2 separate regions of the Mus musculus genome follow, and region 2 is linked to region 1. Evidence: chromatin contacts called from public HiChIP or PLAC-seq data. All regions are on one chromosome and are shown on one strand. Each heading gives the region's core, a stretch centred on a gene start, on an enhancer-like site or on the middle of the called end of the contact. The rest is flanking DNA. Distances are from core to core; before and after follow the strand shown. Region 1 overlaps Sult4a1 (sulfotransferase family 4A, member 1). Region 2 overlaps Parvb (parvin, beta).

Region 1 (7,268 bases), core at 1,817-4,316:
CCGTCACTAGGGGTGAGCCTTTGAAAGGAATCTCCCAACCTCTGGCCCCTCTTGGTTTCCTGCTCTCCATAGGGTAACTGATCCCTGAAGCATGCCCCCCACCCCACCTGAGAGTCAGAATCGACAAATCACAGATGGACTATGGACAGAATCCTCTGAAATACACCCACCCCCTTGTGGTTCTCTGCAAACGGGCATCTAGGCTACCAGGAATCTTCCCTTGGGTATGGGGATAAAGGTCAGGCCTTATTACCTAGGGATTCTCTCAGCCACCAGCAGCAGTTAGCAAGGCTGTAGCCTAATGCCCACTGCACCTCCTACAGATTTTCCAGCAGGATGGCTGGGTCCCATCAGGTAGCCAGCACCCCTGGGTAGGCAAGCCCCATGGCACAAACCTTCCCTCTACTTCTTCCCCTACGGCATGCTCTCTGGTACTCATGGACCCCCAGTGCATAAGCTCAGCCCAGAGTCAGTGCAGAGGGGACATCCAGGATAGCATATTAGGAGATAGGGTGGACACTACATCACCACAACCTCTATCCAGCCCTTTCCAGTGATCAGGAGCCATTGTCACCCAGGTCCCTTCACGAGCCCCTCACCTCCCCCCCAGCGCCTTCCAACAGGTTTCCAATCAGATTTCCAAGGCCATGTGCAAGTCCACATAGGCTGCCACGCTCTAACACACCTCCAGTCTCTCTGACCTCTGACCCAGCTCCTCCCATTAACCATCTCACTCCCCCGACACAGTGGACAGTATGGCTTGGCCCTGGTCAGCCCTAGTTCAGAACTTCAAGAGGACACTTGAACCCAGGTCACTGCATCCCAGGCCTGTGTACCCTTAGCCTTTTCCAGCAAAAGGCCTGCACATGCTTTTGACTCTCAGCACCTCAGCCTTCCTGTGGAAAGGGTGCATAGGTGTCTCCACCCTGCGGGTCACTCTCTCTCTCTCTCACTCTGAAAGCAGTGGCTAAGCTCCTGAAACCTGTCAGTTATTGATTTGAACACATGAGCACATACACACACACACACACACACACACACACACGAGGGAGGGGCCTACTGACAAGGTGGCCTAGGAGCAGACAAGACAGAGGTGAGAGGGCAATCCACGTAGATACACGAAGAACATTCTGGATGGCAAGAGCAAACGCACAGGCCTGAAACAGAAGCAGGGAGACAGGATCAAGTAATACCAAGGCAGTCAGGGAGGTTAAGGTATCCAGGAATTGGGACGATCACCCATGGCCACATGGGCTGTGACAAGATAAATGATGATGAAATTTCAGCACCAGTAGGCACAGCCCCTGTGATGAGAGAACTTGGTAGAGAGGCCAGGAAGGAAGCCAGGAGTAAAGACTCAGATTATAACTCAGTAACAGGATGGAGAGATGCAGGCATGGACAGAAAGACAGGCAGACCTGGGCACAACTGGCTGGGTAAGTGTGAGGATTTAAGCACAGAGCTAACAGGACTTGGGACACAGATGCACTGTGTGAAAGAGACATTGGGACAAATACAGAATTCCTCCTGAGCAACCCCAGAAGGCAGAGCAGCCTGCCCTGAACTGAGATGAGGGTTAGGGAGAGCTTGGTCTGGGTGCATCAAGTCCTGGGTCTCCCTTGGACAACCACACAGACATGTGTCTCGGGATGCCCACAGCCAGCTGTGTGCACAGTGGCAGCAGAGCTCCAAACCTGGCAAAGGAATGACACCACAGGAAGTGAACAGAAGAAACGATGAGAAACAAGGCCTAGGCTGAGGCCTGTGCTGTGTGAGCATCTGTGGCATGCGAGCATCTGCAGTCAGGACATGGGAAAACAGCAAGAGATGCCGGACGTGGGGCTGGAGAGGCAGCCCAGCAGTTAACAGCACTTGGTGCTCTTGCAGAGGACCCAAGTATGGTTTCCAACATAAACACAGTGGCTTACAACCATTCCTAACTCCAGATCCAATACCTTCTTCTGACCTCTTTGGGCACCAGCATGCACGCGCTACACATACATACATGCAGGCAAAAACAAAACAAAACAAAAAACTCATAAAATAAATCTGAGAGAAGGGGACCATGGGAGATGAGGGTGTTATCTTGGCAGCCAAATGAGGAGGGAAGGGTCATCAGAAGGCTGGGTTACAGGAACCCAGTAACCATTACCTGCTGTAGCAAAGTAGGGAATCACTGCAGACCATGACAGAGCAGCTTGGGAGTTGTGGGGCCAGGTAACGAGGGGCCTGAGACAGGAAGGGAAGGGTCTGCAGTGAAGTGAAGATAAGGGTAAGATGCTGAGAGGGAGCGAGGTCAAGGCCAGGTTTGCTCTTGGCCTGAGAGAAACCACTGGGAGATGGTAGCACACACCTTTAATCCCAGCTCTCAGGAGGTGGAAGCAGGCGGATCTCTGAATTTGAGGCCAGATTAGTCTACAGAGTTAGTTTCATGACAGCCAGGACTACACAGAGAAACTCCACCTCCAAAAACAGAGAGGGGGTGGAGAGAGAGAAAGAGGGGGGGAGGGAGGGAGGGAGGGAGGGAGGGAGGGAGGGAGGGAGCGAGCGAGCGAGCGAGCGAGAGAGAGAGAGAGAGAGAGAGAAAATATGCAGCTATCAAGGCACCCAAAATGCTCACACACCCAGTGCTCCCACAGCCATACCCAGCAGACCTGCACAGAGTAGGGCGTCACATCCACACAAATCAATAATGACCTCCTTCCCTGAGCACCAAGAAGAAACAGGGAGGGGACACCACAGGCTAACACACAAGGTCACAAGCATCCCAAAAGCTGACGCAGAAGGCAAAGGGACTCAACTACCCCAGCATACTGCCCTCACAGTCACCAAGGTGATGGTTTTGAGACAACAAATGAGAACGGCCAAGGTCCTGCACCTGTCGCTAAGGCAGTAAAGCCAAGAAACGGGCTTTTCCATGACATCACTGGACACCAGCCTGTCTCAAAAGATGCCCAACAGGGGCCATGAGCTGGATTAGGGACGTAAGACCACAAGCATCTCTGGGCACGGAAGGAATTGTGCAGATCCCTCCGTTGCCTCCACTTGGTGCTGGCACCACGGACAGCTCCAGGCCATGGACAGCGCCTCTCGGCAAGGACGACTCAGTAACCTACCCCCAACTACTCACCCGGTGCATGTCTTCATACTTAAGGAAAAGCACGTTGGCATCCATTCGATGTTCCCAGAATTCCTGAACATGCTCAAACCAGGAGCCGTAGCCCACTGTGGAAACAGACAAAAGGGCACAGCTGGGAAGGGAACTGTGTAGGTGTTCTTGCCCCTCCCACAGGATGCCCAGCTCCTGCCCAGCTGCTGGGAAGGAAACTACGGGGGTCTCCCGGAAGGAAGAAACCATTAAAGGCCCTCACCCCTCCTGCTCTTGTCAACGCTCTTCACCCCTACCCAGCCTATGTACTTCAGGATGCCCTGAAGACCTGACACAGCAGGAGGCGCTCTGAAGATAAGAGGACACAGTGCATACGCTAGTGCCAACGAGAGAAAACAATGCTCAGAGGAATCAGAACAAAAGAGGCAGGTGGAGTAGGCTGGGGGTGTGAAGCTCTGAGAGAGTTCCAGAACAAGGCCCCGCCCCATGACTTCTGAATGACCCCAGATACTGTCAGAGAAACCTGCGATTAAAGAGAGGTGGGAACCCTGGCTGTCACACAGACAATATGTGCCACAGCATGGCCTCACCTCGCCACGGCACCTCAGGTCTGGGCTAGGCATGTGGCAAGTATAAGAGGACTCGGTCCAGTCTGCAAGCTATGTCACAGCCTTCCTAGTGACAAGTTCCGCTGTGCTCCCATCTTTTTGGCTGAACTGTGCAGCCCTGTGATGGACTTCGTGCCATGCTGCCGTGGGGGATGGCAAATGGGGGGGAGGGGGCTCCATGAGATACTATAAAGAAGTGGTACCCGAACCCTTCTCAGGAGTAAGAAGATACAGAGGCATGGATGGGGCTCCATCCTCAGGGCCACCCGCAAGCTCCCTGGTAGAGGTGTACTAGGGCACCGTGGACCTGCACAGGTATAACCCAGTCAGACACAACCTAGCACACCCCACTCAGACACACCTGTTTGACCCCTGCAAACCCATCTTGGCAAATCTATTCATTTTACAGAGCTGAGTCTCAGGAAAGGACAGTGGCAGGCCAGGTCACAAGGGGACAACTGCCGTGGAAGCCTGGACTCTGGTCTGGATCTGTGCAGCTCAGTCCCAGCAGATGAGGTCCTGAGGCAGGAGGAAGGCAAGCAGCCTAAAAAAGACAGGGGAAAGCTCTCCCCACTCCCAGAGAAGGCACAGGACTTCCAGACAGCCTGGACCCCATTGGTGACATGACGCTTCACAAGAAAGGCCAACCAGGACCATGAACCAAGCAAAGCATGCTGACTGCTACCAGGGAGACCAGGAACACCCCACTGCCTCTGTACTTGGGGCCACGGAGGAAGGAGATACACACATGCTAATGGGACCTGAGTCTCCAGAGAAGGATCTCTGTCCCACCCTCTGCTTCTCTCCATACCTCACTATGTTAAGACCATGAAGCCACTTACCCAAGGCCTGCAGGATGTTATAACTCAACACAGACCCCACCTAAGGAAGAGGCCACCTCTGAAATACTTCCCATGCAGCACAGGTCAGTGTCTGTCCACAGACCACTGCCAACACAACATCTGTGAAGCGACCCTGTCCACAGACTGCCCACCATGGGCTTCTGCCATAGGAAGACTGCCCAGAGCGTGCACATATTATACCACTGGCCCTGCCCAAAGCTCCCACAGGCATGTCACTTCACCTGGACATCCCTTATCCCAGCTCTGGAGTCTCAGGCCACCAGCATTCTTATCCTCACAGTGCCTGCTCCATCCTCTGCTCTGTCCTATGCTGGGGACATCAAACCCAGGGCCTGCCACGCTAGCCAAGCACACCTGCATCCCCAGCCTTCTCACTGCCTTTCATTTTGAGACCAAGTCTTATTAAGTTGACCAGGCTACCCTTGAATTCACGCTGTAGCTCAGGCTAGCCTTGAACCTACACATCTGCCTTAGTCCCTGAGCAGCTGGGGTTACGGCCCTGTGCCACCATCCTGGCCAGGAAATGTTTTAATGCCCCTTCCCTTAGCTGCCACTTTCTTTTGAGCTTTAGATAGGGAAGAAAGATCAGCATGCTGTGGTCACTGAGAGGCTAAGAGTGGAGCTGGGGAAGCGAGCACCCAAGTCAGATGCTTTGAGTAGGATACAGGCCAGAGTGCATAGCCTTGAACCTGTGGCTTTGAACTGTGAACAGGGAGATTTTAACACCTCTGGCTGAGAGTACAGAAACTGATTGTGGCAGACTCTTGCTGTCACGATGGTGCTATTCCTGAGCACCTCTGAGGCCAGAATGGGCACTAGGACTGGAAGGTACAATGCTGTGAGTCAGGAGGGGGCTATCCAAACACCTGAGAATCCCAAACGGGGTACCCCAATAGTGCACAGGGAAAGAAGCTGGGTGGGAGCCTGCGGCAGGCTCAGGGACTCTGGGGAACAGGTGCTGCAGTTTCCCACTGCACATGGGAATAAGGTACCAGCTCTGGGCACAGGGCATGGCTAAAGCCATGTTTAACAGAATTGGGCCCCTGTGGGTTTCCTTCCAATTGCAAGTAGCCCAGTGTGCCTGCCGCAGCCCACTCTACAGGGTGTCTGCATCACAGCCTGGGTAGGAGGCCCCTGGAGGCTGCCCTGTGGTCTCCAGTACTTGAGGCTTCACTGTTACCCACTCCGTTCTCATTGTGACTCACAACCTCCCTTCAGGACCCCTGGGGAGCCACACTGAGCAGTTAACGTGTTTTCAGACTCAGGGAGCGGACAGTCTCAGTGTAGACCAAGGAACCCGTGATATAACCCCTTCTTCATGACTGGGTGCACACCACACTGTTCTTTACCAACCACAAGACCCACAGGGGTGAAGAAAGACAGAGTTGGGGACAGGGCTGCTTCCTCCTATGGTCCCTGACTTCCTAGAAGGCAAGTGGAGTGGGATAGGGTTGGGTGGAAAGGTCCTGTTCCCTCTACCCCAGGCAGAAAGGAGCCAACAGGAAGTATATATCCTAAACACCCTGCTCTGCATCACTGCCAGCCCCTGAAGTCCAGCCCCTGTGACGACTCACACACAGTGGTGGCCTTCTCACTGCTCTCTCTTCACGCTGCATTCACAGCATAGAGACACGGGCCTCCGAGCTCACAGTTGTCATTCTCACCTCACTAAGAACCCAGGCAGGAAGGCCAGATGTGTAACTGGAGAACCCGCAGGGCGGTGGGGAGCAGGATCTGCACCACCTCTAAGACCCACAGCTCCCCAGCCTCAGCGCCTCCTCCATTTGACGATAACTGAAGCCCCATCTGCACGGGGCAGGTAAGGTACCGTTACAGACAGGGCTTCCCAGGAAGCCCCAGCTCCGGCTGGTAGTTATAGGGTAGAGCACACACACCCTGTGGCACTTACGTTTGTCATTCATGAACCTCCGACAGAACTCCTGGAAGGTGCCTCGGTAGCTCATGGTCCGCAGCGAGCGGTGGAACTGATAGTAAGATACCACCAAGTCCTTGGGGTTGCGAGCCATGTAGATGACCTGCGGGAGGCAGAGTGATGGGTCACCCCGCTTCCTGCTGGCCAGGTGTCCCCTTGCTCATTCCAGGCACAGATGGGCCCTGGCCCACAGACTGAGTATCTGGGTGAGCATGTGACTGTTGTACTGCAATGCTTTATGTGGGCACGACTGCAATCTGTAGGAGAAGGGTGCCTGGCAACTTTGTAACTGAGGATGGAGACAGGAACAGGGAGCACAGGTGCCTGGCAACTTTGTAACTGAGGACAGAGACAGGAGCAGGGAGCATAGTGGACTGCATCCTCCAATGCTCAACTGTGAGAGAACACCCGCTACTACCTCATAAGCATGGAGAGGGTACTACCTCGTAAGCATGGAGAGGGTACTACCTCGTAAGCATGGAGAGGGTACTGCAGACATCATCTAAGAGGGGCCCTGGGCCAGGGATAGTGAACAGCACCTGGAGCTGGTTCAGAGGCCTAGGGTTCTTAACGAGGAGGTGGGGGGATGAGAGATATGATGTAGGTTACCTTGGAGTCCCCATTGTGGAGGTCAGAGGGCAGGAAGCGGTACGGGAGGTGGCTCTTGATGAGGCGGGGAGATGTCAGTTCCTGCGGGAAGATGTGTGGTTGTTATATTCATGTACATGTGTGCACATGCATGTGTGTGAGCACAC
Region 2 (7,268 bases), core at 2,015-4,514, 230 kb after region 1:
CTCCCTATACTTAGAGGATAGCCTAGGCTAAATGAGACTGTCTCAGACAAAGACAAAAGCAAACAGTATTAGGTTGGAGGACTAGCTCAGAGGCAGAGCTTGTGCCAACTGCACAGGGGTTAACTCTCAGCACTGGGGTGGGAGTGGGGGTGGGTGGGGGTGGGGTGAGCCACAGGACTGGGCAGCCCGGACCCTGTGGATTCCTGCCTTCTGTTAATTCATAATTGACATTGTAAGGGAGATTATCGCTGGCATTCCTGGCTCACTCATAGTGGAGTGGCAGACAGTGCTACTACTGGAGAGACGGTTGGTCACTATGAACCCTAAGGCCCGTCCAGCTGGCGCCTGCTATGTCCTTGCTGGTTTGATGGTCCATCTCCCCACCCTCCTTGGCTCAGGGCAGATGGAGGCTGCACATGGTTTGGTTGGTCTTGACCCCTGTAGACTTTAAGTAAGACAAAGAGGATCCCACTCAGAGCTTCTCCAGCAGTTAGCAGAAAGGAAGCCTCAATTCCATGGGTAGGGTAGGGCAGGGCAGGGCAGGGCAGGGCAGGGCAGGGCAGGGCAGGGCAGGGCAGGGCAGGGCAGTCAGGTAGGCAGATGTTAGTGGCCAGGGCCAGGGACCTCCATGCTGGCCCTTGAGCTAACCTCAATTCCAACAGGGTCCCCCAATTGCCTGAAGGACAGTGTACCCCACAGAGACACAGTCCAGGCATGCCCGGCTTGCCCAGCTCCTTGGTTATCTGACAAGGTAGCATGAAGCTGCCCTGTGCTCAGAGGAGTACCCTCAGGGGCTGAGTGCCTTTGCAAGGGACTTGTCCTCCCTCAGACTCAGTTTCCCGATCTGTCATTTCTCACCATGTAGTAGATGCTGGCTCAGAGGCAGCACTTGGATCTGAGTCATGTGTGGAGGAGGGCAAACTGGGAGCTGCCATTCTTACATCATTCTTTCAGGTCCCTGGCAAGGGGAAGAGGGACTGTTGTGTGGTCCCCATCGACTCCCTGTGCCCTGTCCTGTGTCCTAGTGGGCTTTGTACAAAGAGGAAGAGTCAGTCCTTTCTATACAGAAAAAAGGATTGTGTGGACATGGCCGGGTGTTAGGGACATGGACCTTACTGGCGCTGACCCTGCTCCTGTCTTGTCCCTGACAGGTGCACAACGTGGCCTTTGCCTTTGAACTGATGCTGGATGGAGGCCTCAAGAAGCCCAAGGCACGCCCTGAAGGTAACACACCACCAGAGCAGCTCCAAGCATAAGACAGGGACAGCAGGGGTCAGGGTCCCAGGCAACCTGTATGTCCTGTGGATAGATAGGTGGCAGGCATCTTTCTCCTACGTGGGTGGCAATAGAGCCTGTAGTTCCTGGAGTCTGGCCTCTTCAGTCAATGCTGTTTCTTTTTGCAGATGTGGTGAACTTGGACCTCAAGTCCACTCTGCGGGTCCTTTACACGCTGTTCACCAAGTACAAGGATGTGGAGTGACGGAGCAACTGATCCTCCAGGGACAAGTGCTAGGCCAGAAAAATGGGTGTATCCATCCACACAGTCCTTGCTTTCCCAGAAAACACCTCCCTGGGGAGGCCTCAGGCTTCCCTGGCCTCTGCTCCCTGTCCCCTGCCTGGTTTGGTTTTAACACCCCCCCACCCCACCCCCTTCCGCCGTGTGGTTCCCTAGCTGGTTAGGTCATTGAGAACTTGGTGCTTCAAATACCCTCTCCCGTTTAAGTTTAAGGCCTCACTTCTTCTTTTTCTCTGCCTCCCCTCCCCCTCCCCCCCCCCCCCCCCCCCCGGAGAAAGATGAAAAAGAGCAAAGGCCCAGCCTAGCCCTCGGCTGGAGAGGGCTGTCCACCTGTGCTCCAGCCCACAGAGCAATTACTGCAACAGCCCTGGCTCCAGGGACTCCGCCCCATTTGTCCTCAGGAATCCCCTGGGCTGGCCTCTCCTTGGAAGCAAGGGTCTCAGTAAAAAAAGATCCTCTCAGTTTTTCACTCCTGAGTCTCAGAAGATTTAGACTCCTGATGTGTGTCTCCACACACCCCATCCCCATCCGTCTTGCGGTTTGCTGCTTTTAACGGACCTTTTACATGAACTCTCAGGACCCAGAATGCCTTGGGGCCCCGGGGTAGTGTGTACGGTGCATGTCTGGGTCTCTTGCTGGCTCTGAATGTGCAGCTTCAGAGCCGGCTTGGAGTAGGAACCTCCTGTCTCGGAGGCCCTGTTAGGGAATGGACACATTTTTAGAGACTTTACAAGAAGGTAGGGATCCATTACAAGGGCTGCCTGACCACAGGCTACCAGCGAGCAGCCAGAATTACAGAGGCCGTGTGTCTGACTGCTCTGGAGGCTGAGGGTAGAAGGTGGAGGTGCTGGCAGGCTGCCTTTCTCTGCCTTCACACCATTCCTCCTCCTCCTCCTCCTCCTCCTCCTCCTCTATTTATCTCCTCTTCATTCCACAGTGGAACCATCCCCTGCATGACCTCGCTGACCCCATGATGTCAGCAAGCCACCCCTCCCTCCCCCCGCCCCCCAGTCGCCAAATGCAGCCTCCCTCCGACCAGCCAGGAATTGGTTTGTGGGCTGTGTCTCAGCTGGCAGTGGGACCTAAGAGATGTCCACATCCCTCCTAGACACTGCTGGTATCCCCTACAGCATGACCTATAAGAGAAAATCCTGCTGCTCCCTCAAGCCCTTCACCACCCACTTCCCTTGACTCTGGAGGTGGTGCCATGGCCGGCTGGCTCCTTGTCTCAGGAATCCTGCTTCTGTGGTTCACCCCCACCCCCACCCCCTTCTCACGTTCCTCCTGCCTCTCACCTGCCTTACAGCACTGTTCATGGCAGCTTACAGGAAACCTTCCTTTCCTGATTCCCACCTTACCACAAGACCCAGGGCTGTGGGGTGAGGTGTTGCTACCGAGCTGAACGCCAGCAATGATGTTCCAGAAAACATTTTAATATCTTCCCTTGGTTCCACTGCTGCTAAGCTGGGGACGGGTCTTGGAATAGCCGCTCCGGTGGAGGAGGCTTCCCAGCAGGGGAGAGAGATAATTAAAATGGCATTACCGTGTCTCCCTGTGGGATGCGGTGACATTAAAGAGCCACACTGACAAAATACCCGGGACTGGAAGGTTCTGTGCTGCCTTCCTCGCAGACACAGAACCACAGCAGTATCTGGGAGCTGCTGGGACCGCTTTGCTCTGCTCACAGGCGGTCTGGGGCGGGGATCCTAGATGCAAAGACCTACCGTGCTGAAGGGAGGGAAAGAATTGGTCTGGGACGGGCGGTGGCTTCCTGGGGTTCCCTATCTGGAGGGCACAAGTCCTGCTTGGAATGTAAGCAGGCTCCTTTGCCTGAGGCAGAACTTGGGAAGCCAGGGTTCTATGAAGGTGTGACCTCCCCCATTGACTGAGCGTGGAGGTGTGGTTCTCACACACCAGTGAAGGGCTGGCCTTACCGTCCCTTCACTGCGGAGCTGCCATTCATACCATAGCCTGGACAAAGGCACCAATAACTAAGATGTCTAGGCCAACTTCAGGGCCACCCGCGTAAGGCAAGGCTTTCTTCGTAGAAAAAAAAGAGAGAACCCCCACCCAGATGACCTCAGGTGACCAGTGCCCACCCCCAAACTTTCCCACAGTTCTCTGGGTGGGGGGCTGGGATACAAATACTTCTCTTTGAGCTGTTAATTTGAGGGCATTCTGGAACCTTCTACTGCTTGGATCTTCATTCTCTCCTGATATTGTTGAGAGGTCTGGCCACTAAAACTCTTAGAAATGTCATCATCTGTCACTTCCATGGGGTCTTGAGGAAGGGGCAGGCAGGTCTGCACCCCCTGCCCCCAGGTCTGCAGGCCAGGACTGGGTTCCTCCCTTCTGCCCTGCCCTGATTGGCACATCCCCTCCAGCTCTCCAGCCTTCTGTGGACCTGCAGGCAGCTCTTGTGCCACCTTCACACTCAGTTGTGCAAGTCCTGAGCTCAGGCCCCCTGCATCCTTCCTCATTGGCTGACCAAGGGGAATCTTATATCCAAGCAGCCGAATCCGTTACGTCCCCTGTGCGGCCGCGCTTTATTGTCTTTTTAATTGTTTGAAGTAATGTGTCCTTTGGATTTCTGGATATTAAATAAAAACCACTAAACCCCCGGCTGTGCTTTGATCAGACCCTCCTGGCAGACAGCAGGGACAGCGTGCTTGCAACAGCTCAAACTCGTGGCTTCCTGTGCCAGACGTTCAGGCGGGAGATGAAGCTGGGGGTGTCACAATGTGCTCTGACTTACGCTAGTTATGAGCTCCGATACATACCAGCTGGCCTCTGGCTCCTTGCGGGGCTGCTTCTCACACATTTCCTGTCCGTTCTCCCTGCCCAGAGCTGGGGCTGCATCATTTCACATTGCCAGGCTGGCTTGAACTCTCCCCTCTGATGCTACCACACAGAGGCTGAAGGAAGAGACTGGGGAAGAGCAGAAGGCCTGGGGGCTGGGCTCCCTTGCTCTCTCTGTGGAAGGAGTAGGAAGTCAAAGCCATTCTGTGATGGCCACCTCAGCTTGGCATTTTGTGCCCCCCCCCCTTGAAGAAGTGCCACGCTTCTGGTACATTTTCTCTACAGAGTGAGAGCCAAGAGTTCAAGGGCAGCCTGGGCTACATAGTTCAGGGTAGCCTGAGCAATAGAGTGAGAGCCTGTCTCAAAACAGTTTCCCCTACCCATGAATGCATAGCTGGCCTGGATAGGACTCAGTGATGCTATTTAAACAGACAGACTAGGGTTAGGAGATGGCCCTTGGGCAAGGTGCTTGTTGGGTAATTGGGAAGACCTGAGTTTTAATCTCCAGCTCTGTCTGCTGGGTGTGGTATTAGGTGTCCACAATCCCAAGTAGAGACAATCTCTGGAAACTCAGGGGCCAGCTATCCTGGGGAACACAGCATTGGAATGTCAACATCCTCAAGAGCTGGCACCTGGGGTTGTCCTCTGACTGCTACACACATGACATGACATTCGTGTGCCCTGATTCACAACAAAAGAACATGTGTGCATACGCATAGACTTTTTTTTTTTAATGGCTTGCTTAAAAGGACAAAGTGTGGCTGAGAGGGATTTAGGCATTGGATGGGCTCTTGGGCTCCAGCCTCGTTTGGTTTGTCAGTGACTGCTGGTAGGTTAATTTGCCAGAGCCTTCCAATTCAGAGGGAGAGAAACCAGCCATCTTCAGTACTGTGTCCCTAGGCTATGTGTTGTCATGTCTGGATTGGTTCTCACATCTCTGAGCTACTAGCCTGTTGTGGAGGCTTGGCTTGCTACTGACATCCTACAGCTCACTAGACAAAGAAGAGTTAGTGTCTCCAAATGTTACCGTGCTCAGTCTGGGACACCCTGAGGTAAACTACCAGCTCCTGGGGTAGTCCGTAAATCTCTCCTTGGCAGCTAGGGCCACAGATCAGTTGGTAAAGTTCTTGGCTAGATACTCCAGGTCTTTTTAGGAAGCTGAGATAGAAAGAGCGCCTTGAGCCGAAGAGTGGACCAGGGCACTACATCAAACCCCAGCACTACATAGATCACACATGGTGGCATAGGTCTATTGCCTCAGCACCAGGGGGATGGATGGAGTCAGGAGGATCAGGGATTCAAGATCACCCTCTGCTATACAGAGCTATATGGGACCCTGTCAAGGAAAAATGTGTGTGTGTGTGTGTGTGTGTGTGTGTGTGTGTGTGTGTGTGTGTGTGTGTGAGAGAGAGAGAGAGAGAGAGAGAGAGAGAGATGTCTTAGTTTGCTTTCTATTGCTGTGATAAACAGCAGAGCCAACGTGGAGAGGAAAGGATTCATGTCAGCTTATACTTTTACATGACACTCATTCACTGAAAGATGTAAGGTACTAAAGCCAGGCAGGAACCTGGAGGCAGGAACTGAGGCAGAAGCTACAGAAGAATACTGCTTACTGACTTGCTCTTCATGGCTTGCTCAGTCCTCTTAAAGAATCTGGGACCACCAGCCCAGGGGTGACACTACCCACAGTGGGTACATCAATTATGAATCAAGAAAATGTCCCACAGGCCAATCTGGTAGAGGTGTTTCCTGAGTGGAGCCTCTCTCTTCCCAGAGGACTCTAGTTTGTGTCAAGTTGACTCAAGAATGTGTCAAGTTGGGGAAAAAACAAAAACAAAAAAAACACCCTAATTAACACATACTAGACACCAGTGTTTTAAGACTAGCTGTGACATGTGATCCCTCCAGAGACCTTCTGATTGGTTCTTCTCAATGGGTCTTTTTCTGGGGTTTGGGAGGTGGGTCTTAATTGATCAGAGCCAATGGAGTGACTGAGTTCTGGATCAGGAGACTTCTGGTAAACTAGGGTGACAGGGCATAGCAGGGTATGGTTGAACATGTATAGGAGCTCAAAGCCAGCTCAGAGGAGAACACAGAGCTGAGGGCTCCATGGGCTGCTCAGGTCTCTGTACCCCTTATTTCTCACAGAAAGGTTTTGTTCCATTATCCTGGGCTGACTGTCAGTTGTCAGGCCCCCGGTGAATCCCCCCATTTCAGGGCTTGTGTGGGGTCCCTCCTTCCTTTGTTGCCAATCTGGGGATTGTGGTCACAGGGAATTCAGACAAGGAAGGGGCCACAAGCTGGGACCTGTGCAACCCTCTTCAGGCTAGAGCTGGGGCACTGCAGCCTGGGGAGAGCTGAGGTGAGGCCTGTTGTGGAGACCCCATCTTTGAGCTTCAAGAAGTTATTGTCAACACCATCAAGGGTGGTTTTTGCACTGGGCAAGGTATGGGGACCCCCTATGTAGGCCCTACACAGAGGGAATTGTTTACTGAGCATCTACTCTGTCTCGCACTTACTCATGAACTTCACATCTGTGATGAAGGATTGTTGGAGTCTGGCCCCATGTGCATCTCTCCCCATTGACCATGGAACATTTTGATTCACTGGCTTTGTGGACTGACATATCAAATGACCCACAGTGCCTGGTGAACAATTCAGAGTCCATGATTTCTTGGGGGGTACTGTCTTGGTTTTGTTTTCTGTTGCTATGACAAAATGTCTAAGACAGTAATTTATAAAACACAGAGGTGGGTTTGGCTCCTGGTCCTTGAGGTTGGGGAGTGTATTCTCCGGCGGCATTGACATTGGTTATGGACTTTCCAGGACAAGAGGGCAGAGCACATTTATAGAGATGCAAAATAAGAGTTCTAGCTTGGGTCCCCCTTTTTCTTATATATATATGCTATAGCACTGAGCCTGAAAACCCCACTTTCAGAATTTCATCCAATCC

What was found. HiChIP or PLAC-seq counts read pairs in DNA pulled down with a chosen protein or histone mark.
Region 2: a contact with region 1 is called in an H3K27ac HiChIP or PLAC-seq map of embryonic stem cells, with 5 times the contacts expected there. The contact joins two enhancer-like sites. A contact is called at or near these places in 1 of 39 promoter capture datasets (liver), 2 of 115 datasets of contacts at active chromatin or transcription factors (both in embryonic stem cells) and 1 of 9 other capture datasets (adipose tissue).

The regions. Positions count from the first base shown.
Region 1 is chr15:84,083,470-84,090,737 of GRCm38.p6, forward strand. It overlaps Sult4a1 (sulfotransferase family 4A, member 1), which reads right to left. Exons shown (of 7, transcript NM_013873.3): 3 at 7,123-7,203; 4 at 6,490-6,616; 5 at 3,131-3,225. Among named protein-coding and RNA genes, the nearest start is that of Gm46526, 18 kb to the right of the region's middle. Within about 2 kb of position 3,067, at least 13 of the 459 cell types and tissues checked have an H3K27ac peak or open chromatin away from gene starts, as enhancers often do. A contact at or near this core is called in embryonic stem cells, where this site is marked.
Region 2 is chr15:84,311,552-84,318,819 of GRCm38.p6, forward strand. Parvb (parvin, beta) reads left to right here. Exons shown (of 13, transcript NM_133167.3): 12 at 1,152-1,224; 13 at 1,404-4,058. The coding sequence ends at 1,480. Among named protein-coding and RNA genes, the nearest start is that of Gm22890, 8.2 kb to the right of the region's middle. Within about 2 kb of position 3,265, at least 144 of the 459 cell types and tissues checked have an H3K27ac peak or open chromatin away from gene starts, as enhancers often do. A contact at or near this core is called in embryonic stem cells, where this site is marked.